Regions from separate parts of the Gossypium hirsutum genome. Here region 1 is linked to region 2. The links are chromatin contacts, called in public Hi-C maps. All regions are on one chromosome and are shown on one strand. Each heading gives the region's core, a stretch centred on a gene start, on an enhancer-like site or on the middle of the called end of the contact. The rest is flanking DNA. Distances are from core to core; before and after follow the strand shown.

What was found. A called contact is a pair of places that touch in the nucleus more often than the background predicts.
Region 1: a contact with region 2 is called in a Hi-C map of leaf, with 2.9 times the contacts expected there. The contact joins the promoter of LOC107949701 here to the promoter of LOC107949710 in region 2. A contact is called at or near these places in 4 of 34 Hi-C or Micro-C datasets (all in leaf).

What each region holds. Positions count from the first base shown.
Region 1 is chrD03:41,763,627-41,769,623 of Gossypium_hirsutum_v2.1, reverse strand. LOC107949701 (calmodulin-binding protein 60 A) reads left to right here and starts at 2,863. Exons shown (of 7, transcript XM_016884434.1): 1 at 2,863-3,001; 2 at 3,652-3,730; 3 at 5,095-5,147; 4 at 5,243-5,730. The coding sequence starts at 2,946.
Region 2 is chrD03:41,395,699-41,401,633 of Gossypium_hirsutum_v2.1, reverse strand. It overlaps LOC107949710 (callose synthase 10), which reads left to right and starts at 3,744. Exons shown (of 51, transcript XM_016884453.2): 1 at 3,744-4,215; 2 at 5,436-5,533. The coding sequence starts at 4,002.

The sequences.
Region 1 (5,997 bases), core at 1,614-4,113, 370 kb before region 2:
AGTTTGTTACATGGTCCAGAGACACGAATGTAGGGAGTAAATCATCAATTCTTCTATACCCCATGTTACAGTCAACATTTGCATCGGATTTCCAACCAGTGTAGGTTGATGGCATACCAGTATAAGTACTTTTGCCCTAGGGCATCAAACCACCAAAGTTAAAATCGAACGCACTGACTGAATGTCGTGCCCAGGTGTCGAGGTTTAAGTTACGCTCATACCTCGACTGATAATGGCCTTCGAAGTTGAAATTAGTGCCTGAAACCGAATAATGTCTTCCTATTGATGATTCGGGGACATTACAAAGGGAGTTTTGTAACAAAGCAGTCAACCCACCGCACAACTGTGTTGTAGGACTTTCCATTTCTGCTTCTGTGCTTGCATTAGCCATAACATTGGTCGAAAATTGAACAGCTACATCAACCTCAGCAAACTCAACATATAACTCTATTGTAGCATTTCCACTTGAGTAATGCGAATTTATGATCGCCTCCGGCTCTAACTCGCCTTTAACATCAAATGGCTCATATTTAAAAGGGTCCACTAATGCCAGATATCTATATTTCAAGCTCGAAATTCTTCCCTAACTTGAGCCCTCGGTTTTCCTCTTGATTCTAGTCTGTAGCTCACGTAATTGATTGGTACAGTTGAAAGTCAATTCCACGGACTGGGCTCTTACAAATACAATCCCGACGTCTGTATTGAAAATTTGACTGTTATAATAAATTACAGATTTCACTTGTCAACTCATTTCATTTTTTTAAAAATTAAATATTTAGAACAAAAAATCTTCAGATGGTTATCCAAAGAAATGTAGACGACACTCGCAATGCAACTCTTAAAAAAAAGAACTAATTTGCTTGTGTCTAAGTACTGAATACTTCGGTAGTTTAATAACAAAAAAGAACAAAGAGAGAGGGAAGGCGCGCTTCAAAACACATTTTCATCGAATAATAATAATGAAAGGATCTTCTGTGCTTGAAAATGTGTTTCAGCATAATCAATTTGAACATACGCGTGCTTGAAAACGTAGTGGCAGCCAAAAAGCTTGCTAGATGAACTCGCTTTCTATCTGCCACCATTCAAAGCCTGCCAAAGTGCCTTGATCCTTGGAATCTTGGGTAAGATTTGAGGCACATCATTCAAATATTCGATGAAAACGCCTCTTCTATGACGTGTTTTCAACCATAAGTTGTTTTTTCCTTTTCAATCTCACCCCTCCCCCGCGCCTATAAAAAGGGTCTCTCCTTTCATACTCCATCATACCTAACCATCATCTTTCTCAACCATCATCCTTCCACTTTAAAATATTTCTCTCTCTCAGTTTTCTTCCCTACTTTAGTGGTCAAAATTTTCGTCAATAATATTTATTCCTATTTGAGGTATTCTTGAGTTTCGGTGATGTGATATTGTTCCGAGACACACATTTCATATATCCTGCCAAGATGAGACTATTACCTCAGAAACCTATCCTGTGGAAGTCAGGTTCCGGGGTGACGATGCTTTATATGGTCACGGGTCAGAGTATAACTGGGGAGCCACTTAACAGTTGTTATGTGGGCACGAGCTCAAACTTTTTAGACACCCGAAGATTTTGCCTTATAAATACCATACAAAATTTTAAAGACATAACCATAAGGAAAAACTGTGGGGCTTCCCGCTATAATCGGCGCAATTTTTTTTCTCCATTTCCATGCAGTCGATATCTTTAACCTTCCTTCTTAGAAGAAGGTCAGCATTGTCGTGGACGTAGGAGGACTCTTCGGCGGGCAATGACTATTTCGATGGAGTAAAGGTGATGCTCTTTTTAGTTAGTAAAAAATCATTAATAACTACAACTGTTGTAGCACCGACTCAAGTTTGACTTTTACTCCACCTGAACATTCGTTTTTCGCTTGAGAGCCCTCTTGTGTCAACCTCGATGCCAACCCTCAGATAAGAATGAAAGGTTAAAGATATCAACTGCTTGGAAATAGAGAAAAAAATTACATTGATTACATCGAAAAGCCCTTCATTTTTTCCTATGATTATGGCATCAATCTTATGTATGGTATATATAAGGCATCATTTGCGGGTATCCAAAAAGCTTGAACTCGTGACTGCATAACGACCGCCAACTGACCCCCAGTTATACTCAAACCTGTGACCGCATAACGACCGTTGACTAGGACCTCCACTTAGACTTCAACCCGTGATTGTATCAAGCATTGTCACCCTGAAAGCTGACTTATATAAGATGAATTTCTTAGGTAATGGTCCTATCCTGACATGACATATGAAGTGTATGTGTTTTGAGATACGTTTTTGTATCCCCAATCTTTCAAATCTACCTATAAACTTTCACAGTTTCACTCTCAAAACCTTAAACCCAATAAAAACCCTAATTCTTAAACAAAAAAATCTAACCTTAATACCAACCTTAACCCTAAAAAATCATAAAAAAAATTGATGGCTGAGGAGAGTGTGTGTAAACGTGTCTTGCTAGGCGCGCTTTCACAAACAGTCTTCAAAATTGACCTATTTTCCTAAATCTTAAAAAAACGACCTATTTAATCAATTAAAAAACCACATATATTGCCTATTTAACCTATATATGAAATAGGAAGAATAAATAAACAAATTAAAATCAATTATGTTAAACAAGCTAATAGAAAAAGAAAATAATTTTTTAAGTCTCGAGGCTAATTTAAAATTTAATAGATAATTTAGGAAAATCAAATTTCCTTTCTTCCAATAATTCCCTAGTAAAAAGAGAAAGGACAGCACATCATGTTTATAGATTTGTTTAGTTCCAAAACGGGGTCAGTGGGGTCCCACATTCAGACGGATATCCTTTGGTTACATATAAACACACAACACAGAAACACAACCACCTACCCAAGCAGTTAAAGTGTTAAACTCAGACGAGAGAGAGAGAGAGAGAGAGAAAGGGCCAATACAGGATCATGAAAGAGATTCAGGGTGAAGAAGCATCCCAGACACAGCCAAATTCAGACAATGGGTAGGAAAGTGGGATGGGAAAAAGGGTTTTAACTCTTGCTTCTTCTTTTTTTCCACTTTTGGATTTACTCTTTGATTATCATTTACTGATGAATGAATAAATAAATAGTATCTCCTCCTGCTGGTTTCCTTTTCAATTGAAGTGCCGCATGTTGGGTTCTTTAGTGTTTGTGAATGAACCTCATCACCATCCAAACAGCTTAGCTTCTGGGGGTGTTTTCATTGTTGGAGTTAATAGTTTTAACAATGTCTCATAAGAGACCCCAAGAAGATAGTACTAAGGGTCGACCCTCAGAAGCCTTTACTCCTGATCAGGATAAACGGAGAAGGGTTCCTACATTGAGAAAGTACACGCCTTTCCTTTCTTACCTTAATTTCATTCTTCTTTTTTCCCTTATTGATGCATAATTTGGGGTTTTCTTGTTAGGTATATTTAAGTTTAAATGAGTGAATATTTGTACTGAGTTTATTTCTTAGTAAAGTTGTTGGCTGATATTGTAACCAATTAAAATAACTGAATTAGGCATTTGGTTGAACCTCACTTACACCTATCCATGTGTTGTGATGAATTGGTAATATAATCCATCTAATATTATGCATTATTTTTATAGTGTTTCTTCTGGTTGCTAATCTGTTTGTAAACGATGGTAGTGTGGTTCAGGAGGTGATGAAGTTGCAATCAGTCCAGCATTTGCTGGAGCCAGTTTTGGAGCCATTAATTCGTAGGGTGGTATGTTTCTTTCTTTAATCATGTTATTTCAAAAGTGCTCCTACATTATTTATCATTTTCCTGCATATAATAGGTGTAGATTTTTATTTACATGGTAAAAGAGAGTATTAGTGAGCTTGCCTTTCTCAAGAGTTGAAATCATAAATTACCGTGTCCTATGCTTAATGAGGTTTAGTTTAGCAGTTATTATAGTCCACGCTGCTTGGACACGGGAGTAAAAAATTTTGGATACGGTTACACATACAGCGCTGACATTTGCATGTTGCAGTTTTTTCCTTAAGGCTTTCCTTATAATTGGAAGGCCTAAACTTATTACCCAACAATGGGGAATTAAGCCAAAGTTTTCAGTCCTTAAGGGAGCACACCAAAGGGGCCTATATATAAATGTTGGATGTCACTGATAGTATATCGCCTACCAGGTATTGTACTCTACCTTTTGGGAACTTAGTGACATGGAAGAATAAAAGAACAGACAGTGGTGGCAAGATCAAGTGCAGGGGCAGAGTTTAGGGTTATGACCCAACGCATTTGTGAACTCTTGTGGATAAAGATCATCTTGGATGATCTTAAGGTTAAATGGAATGAGTCAATGAGGTTGTATTGTGACAACAAGTTGGCTATTAGTATCACCCACAATCCAGTTCAACGTGATAGAGCCAAACATATTGAAATAGATGGACACTTTATAAGGAGAAGTTGAGAATGGAGAATCTCATTGATCCTTACATCTCCACTTCGTGTCAATTAGTTTTAGTTTGGAGGTTTAACTATATTATTGAAAGTATGTTTTCAGTCTGATGATCATAGCTTAGCCATTAACCCCATTAAGATTTGTTGGACCATATACACCTTTGTGTTTAGCAACAAAATTGGTTGTCTTCATGTGTCTTGGGAACATATTTCCTCGACTTAGCTGTCTTTTTCTCTAGTTATTTCACTTAAGCTTTGAGATCAGATAGGAAGCATGATAAAACAAAACTGAAGGTGTAAACTGAATTTGTCATAGAAAACAGACAGTTGGCCTTTCTAAAATAATTGAAACTCTTGATACTCGATTCTATGTCTGTCATACAGATATGTCTTGTATGCTTTTCAGTTCAACACATTCTCTTGGCATCTTCACTCAACCTTTCTGTGAATGTTATATCAATGCTATTTTGCTTCACTGGATGGACATGCTGCCTAATATTGTTGTGTTTTTCATTGTCTTTTTCTAATGCCGATGCTATTGTGTCTGACATCTAATTTCAAAGTTATTCTGGGAAAAGCGAGCAAAAACTTGTATTCTTATCCATCGGTGGCAAGCTCCCATATATTTTGGTAGTTCTTTATCATATGTACATTAACTATGTTATGTTCCTTAGGTCAAAGAGGAAGTTGAAGTGGCTTTTAGAAAGCATTTGAACAATATGAAAAGGTACAAATTCAATTAAAAGAAGGGAAAAAAATTCTACAGAAAGTTGGGTTAGCTTCATAGTATACTAACCACGCGATTCTGCTCTTTTTTTAAAGGAATGGAGGGAAGGATGTAAATTCTACATCAAGAATCTTACAACTCCAATTCTTAAATAATCTCTCTCTTCCCGTGTTCACTGGAACTCGAATTGAAGCAGAAGAATGTTCTGTCATTAAGGTGGCCATAGTCGATTCTCTTACTGGACAAATAGTTTCCTCTGGCCCTGAGTCTTCTGCCAAAGTAGAGGTTGTGGTTCTTGAGGGAGATTTTGATGGTGATGAGGGGGACAATTGGACACTTGAAGAGTTTAAGAATAACATTGTAAGAGAGAGAGAAGGAAAGAAACCTCTTCTTGCCGGAGACGCATTTCTAACTCTTACCAGGGGAATTGGATTAGTGGGTGAAATTTCGTTCTCGGATAATTCAAGCTGGACAAGAAGCCGTCGATTCAGACTTGGTGCCAGAGTTGTTGATGGCTCCGATGGAACTAGAGTAAGAGAAGCAAAGACGGAATCCTTCATTGTCAGGGATCATCGTGGTGAATGTAAGTACTTTTTTATTAGTACCTATATTATATAGCACACGAAATAGAAATTTTCTGGCTACGAAATCAGATGCTTGTCACTTTGAGTAGTGTTCTGTAGTTGTCTATTATTGATGATATCAAGCTGTTGAACAAATTCTAATATCGTTTTCCTTCTTTCTCCACTTTTAATCTATTATTAAATTGCAAATATCAAAATACTCTTCAGGATTCCAATCACAACAAGAAAAATAAAAGTTACATTGCTGTCTTTTTCTTTCGTTTCGG
Region 2 (5,935 bases), core at 2,495-4,994:
GGCTATCTTGGACACAAATCTGTTAAGGGTGACCACTCTTCATGTCAACTTTTGAACCTCTTTAACAGTTTGGGGGGTTCATCTATAGAATTTCTATTATCTTTTCTAAGTTGGCTTCAATCTCTTTGCTTGAGATTAAAAATCTCAAGAATTTTCCCGCCCCTATTCCAAAAGAGCACCTTTTTGCATTCAACTTCATGTTATGGGTCCGTAGGACTTGGAACACCTCATGCAGGTCCTTCAAGTGTTGATTCATGGATGTGCTTTTGACCATCATATCATTAACAAACACTTTTATGCTCTTACCAATTGGTCCTTAAAGATCGTATTGATTCTCCTTTGATAAGTGGCCCTTGCATTTTTCTACTCAAACAACATTGCTTTGTAGCAAAAAAATCTTTATAATGAATGATGTTTTTTCTTGGTCATTAAAGTCCATATAGATTCGATTTTATCCTGAAAAAGCATCCATAAAGCTTGTATACTCATAGCTGACAATTGAATTTACTAATTTATCAATAGACAATAGGGAGGAATTATTATTGGGGAACACTTTATTGAGACTGGTGAAATCAACCCACATTCTTAATTATCATTTCACTTTTTAACTATCACTACGTTTGACACCTTATTTAGATAGGTCACATTTCGGACAAAACTTGATGCAATGAGTTTGTTAAACTTTATATTTACCCATTTTACTTTTTCATTTGGCAATTTTCTATTTTTTTGTTTGATCGATTTTGTAGAACAATCCACATTGAAGGAGTGCATAATTGTTGAAGGATCTATGCCCAACATGTTTGCGATAGTCCAAGTAAACTTTTTTACATTAACCCTTAATAGTTGCATCAATTCTCTCAAGCTTTAGGAGGCTCATTGCAAGCTTAGTTATCTTATTTGCTCCACCTTCAAAAAGCAAAAAAGCTTCCATTTGCTTGGCGGACTCAACTTCGTGCAAGCTTAGCTCACATCCCACCTTTAAACTTTCCAAATTCAAAGTAGTATTGTCTACAATATTTACTTGGCTGTCATTGCTCATTCTGCTCGACCCTTTAATGTTTTCCCTTCTTTTTGTTGTAAGCTCCGAAGACCTTTCATGTTGTGTCAGTTGAAGTGATAGGATGTGACAATGCCTGGTTGTTTGTTGATTTACCTTCATGTATGTTGTGCCTCAATGAGTTGGGAATTTGCCCATGAGGCTAAAAGTAGCCATAATCAACTTTGTCATTCCCATTATGGTTTGCCAAAAAATGATATTATACGCTGAAGACTGATCCACTATTGAGAATTTTGCATTAACGATCATGGTGTGTTCACTATCCCCCATGATGACTGGAAATACGACTGATCATTTAATCTCAATTGGCTATTGTTGTTAGAATTCTTAAGACTATCCAAATTGCTTTTGCAAATTTTAAAGTTGGTCTTGCAATTTAGAGAATTACTGGGAGCTTGCATCTTTTGTTATAGGTTGTATATGTCTGGTTTGGGGATTGGTAACTAGGGTAAGCTTTGCAATACCTAAGTTGAAAAAGGGTAATGTTGAGCATATTGGTTGTATGGATTGTAAATATACATCTAAAATTTTCAATTTTGTGGTTGAGTTTGGTTAATGTTCTAGGTTTGTGGTAATTTGGTTGTTTTGATTAGCTTGGTCGCTTGGGATGATGGTTTTTGAGTTTGCCATTAGAGAGGTTCCTAAGTTAAGAATGAATCCACACTTACCGCAATAATTCATGTGAATATGTTTATTTAAAATATATATATAAAATATTAAAAATTGAGATTTGTTATAAAATAAATAGAAAGAGAGTAAATGACAAAGAAAATGGGAGAGTAAAAGAGAGAGTGTATTTTATTGGTCAATCGGAATATTTATAAAACTTCTCTAAAGTCTCTATTTATAGGCATAAGAAATATAAATGAAGTAGAGATCTACTTCTATTGACTATAAAAATTTAAAGTACATTAAAACCTGTCTTGATCTTGATGGACATCCACTTAATAAGATATTCATAACACTCCTCCTTAGATGTCCATTGGTAGATAATGTGCCTCGTTAAAACCTTACTAAGATAAAAATCCTGTGGAAAAAAAATCCTAGTGAAGGAAAAAGAGTACGCATGTCTATAATATGCATATTATGCTGCCTCATTAAAAACATTACCAGGAAAACCCAATGGGACAAAACCTCGATTAAGGGAAAAAGAGTAGAACGCGTATTTACTCCCCTCGTGAAAACATCACATACTTTCTCATATTCTACGTATTCAATCTCGAATACTAGTTTTTCAAATGATTATTTGAATATATTTGCTAATCATTTATATCACCATTCTTTTGAAAGTCATGAGTGGGAGAAAATGTGGGAGAAATATATTTTGATCTCTTCTAGAGTTTCAACAATAATCATAGAAAACATTAATTATAATTCTTCTATAAAAATATAAATAGGTATTTTTGATTATTTTATAATCCTCATTCAACTACTATTCACTCAGTCAATTTTACCACATATGTTCAAATTATTCCAATTCATATAAATGATCAATTTCTCGAGAATTTCAATATGCTTCTAGCATTATAAATCTTTCAAGGATCTTAATATAAACTTTATTATATAGTGATTCATAAAATGTTGTAACAACAACCATTAGATGCAAGTTAAATCTTTTATGAATTGTCAAAATAATATATCTTTAATGAATTGATCAATAAAATACGTTCTCTCTTTTACTTTTCCATTTTCTTTGTTCTTTACTCTCTATCTATTTATTTTATAAGAAGATTAACCTTCAATTTAATTTATATGTATAGATAAAAACAAATTATGATTTTAATACATTATTTAAAATTTAAAATTAACATCAAAACAATATATTTAAAAAGTTTTAATGTTAAAAACTAAATTTAAAGTTTAATTTTTTAAATTTAATCAAATACAATCAAACTAAACTTTAAAAAAAAATCAAAAATTTAAAAACAATTAGAATAAAATCTAATTAAAAAAAATAAATACTAATGATAATTTCATAATGCTCTCAATATTTCTTTATCTTCAAATTGTTATTTGCCAAACAACCTACCAGTCCCCCAACTCTGTCAAGTGTTATCTATTAGTATAAATTTTGTCTGATACTTTGTCGAGAATCAATGTACCCGAATAACTATTTAATGGGCTTGGTTGACAAAGTTGAGAGCTCTTTAGTTGATTACTTAAAAGAAAATATGTCAATAAAGGATGTGAGAATAATAATGTGTGGGGACTTGAACTATCAACTTTAAATTTATAACCCACTCACTTGTAACTATGGTAGCACCTGAGTTTTGTAGGTTTAGTAATCAAAATGCTTTCGAGGCTGTGAACTAGTTTTATTGGGCTGTATTTCATAGTATTGTTACTCTTGATAAAGTATAAAAGATAATATTTCGACATTGTTTAAAAATGGGTCAATTGCTTGGAGAAGGAGTGCCACTCTGAATAATTACATATTGGTTAGATATTATATTTTTCTTAAAAAAGCATGGTATGATAAATTCTTAAGGTTTAAGCGTCTACTAGTCTACCTTTCCAAAATAACAAACGCGTCCCGCTGCAAAGTTGGTTAGCCCTCTTTACAAACTCGTATCAAAATATTGTTTGCGGACAATTACAGCAACAAATCTGATCCGTTCATTTCTCTGAGATCAGAGAGATCGTCAATATTTGATCTGATCAGACGGTTTAAAAACCGAGGGTCTATCAGTAATTCCACCCATCAGCATTTTCTCTTTTGCCTCCGCGTTAACTTTCATTTTCCTCGTTAAACCTCAATTTCAAATCTGCTTTGAGAAGTTCTCGTATATTTCGTTGTAGATCCAACTCACCACCACCGAGTCGTGCTATTCAACTCGTCCAGAGTTGGCGTCTCTTGTTTTTTTGTTTTGTTTCTCAATTTCATCTCTTTCATGTGAAAGACTAGGTTCTATCTATTGATTTGGTAGATTCTTGAGATTCCATGGCTAGGGTTTTAAAAAACTGGGAGAGACTGGTGCGTGCTACCTTGGAAAGAGAGCAGCTCAGAGATGCTGGTCAAGGTCATGCGAGAAGACCAAGTGGGATCGCCGGTGCTGTTCAACTCCCACCCTCGCTTGGTCGCGCCACTAATATCGACGCCATCCTTCAGGCTGCGGATGAGATTCAAGCGGAGGACCCGAATGTTGCCAGGATACGTACGTTTCTCTCTTCTTCCTCCTATTTTCTTTGTTTTATTGGTACTTGATCACGTGATCTGATGGCAATTTATGTCACGGAAGGGGAAATGACTTGAAAGTGACTTTATAGAGTAAGCTGGTGTTTATGTACGAGGTTGAGTTTGTTTGCTCATATTATTGATTATCAGAGATAAAATAGGTAGGAGTTGAATTCTTCCTTCCTTTCGTTTATGTGCTGAAGGGAGTTTTGAATTTAGACGAATTGGTTCTCGATCTTCCTTACCTGCTGTGTTGTTCTTGCTTTGTCTGTTCGGTCTATGAAATACTAGTCGGCATAGACTTCCACGTCTAGCTGAACTAACACTATAAGAACTTATTTGATGGATTTATTGCAGGAACAAGAGGTTAACTATACATGATTGCGTAATTTAAGTTTACAGAAGCAATAACTGTAGTAATATAGAACAAAAATAAGGTATAAGCATGCTTGTAATGGAAACCATTTTATGTCATAGAAATGACTATTGTGGGGCAATGCGATTTGAATTGAATGATCTTTGGGTCTCTTTCAGATTGTACATAAATGTCTGTCTGTGTCATATTTTGTCATGAAGTATATTCAAGGGCTTGTAAATTCCAATATTTGAGGACTTTAGTTAAACCCAAACAGTTATTTGTGTTGAGTTGTTAAAGCAGATTTCTGATTTGGTTGAATGATTAAACTGAAAGCATCAGATCATATTGATTTTAATAGCCAAGTTAGTCAGATAGATATAACATGAGGAAGTTTGAGAATTTCTATTTACATCTAAGAATTTGCTGTTTACTTTGGCAAAAAAATTGGATAATCAACCTGTTTTGGGTTCATTGTTAATTAGAATCTCACTGCAATGTTATTATGTTTTTGAATATGTTTCTATGTGAATATGTTGGTGTGCAATATACTAGGAATCCAAATTACTTTATGACTTTAGACCCACCCAAAGTAAATAAGCATCTTGATAGAGTGGCCAGCTTTTCTCCTTATTGTGGTCATTTTTTCTTTCTAAAAAAAATTATTTAGTAACTTTCTTTTTATATTTGACCTCCAATGGCCTATTAGATTTGTACATTGACTGGTATGTCTATGGTTACTCTAGGCATTTGTGTGTTTTTTTCTTAACCGTTTGTTCCACTTCTGAATCCTAATTTATTTCTGGATGGTGATATGTTTATTATTTATATGCTTTCAATTTCAGTTTGTGAGCAGGCATATGGTATGGCCCAAAACTTGGACCCAAATAGTGAAGGTAGAGGTGTCCTTCAGTTCAAGACTGGTTTGATGTCTGTAATTAAGGTACTATTATGTAAGCTTTTGATGTTATGTAGTTTTTTTCATATAGTTTAAATAATGTTTATGCTTATCCTGTCTAGATAGCAATAAATTTACCATGGTCATTGGTCTTCTCTTAGGGTCCAGATCAATGGTATTGTTTTTTGTCGGTATGAGCTATGTTTACCACTTATCTGTTTTAGATCCTACTCATATTACACTGCTACAATTTGCCAATATATTCATTTCACTGTTGTTTTTGACCCCCACTGACCACTAACCTTAGAGGGTGTTTGGTATGAAGGAATGTGCTCACCTTCCCAAAAATTTAATTTGTGGGAATCTGATTCCTATATTTGGCTTGCTTAAAAGTGTCCATATTTTTGGGTATGTGCCAATTTTCTCATAAACATGATGATGCAATAG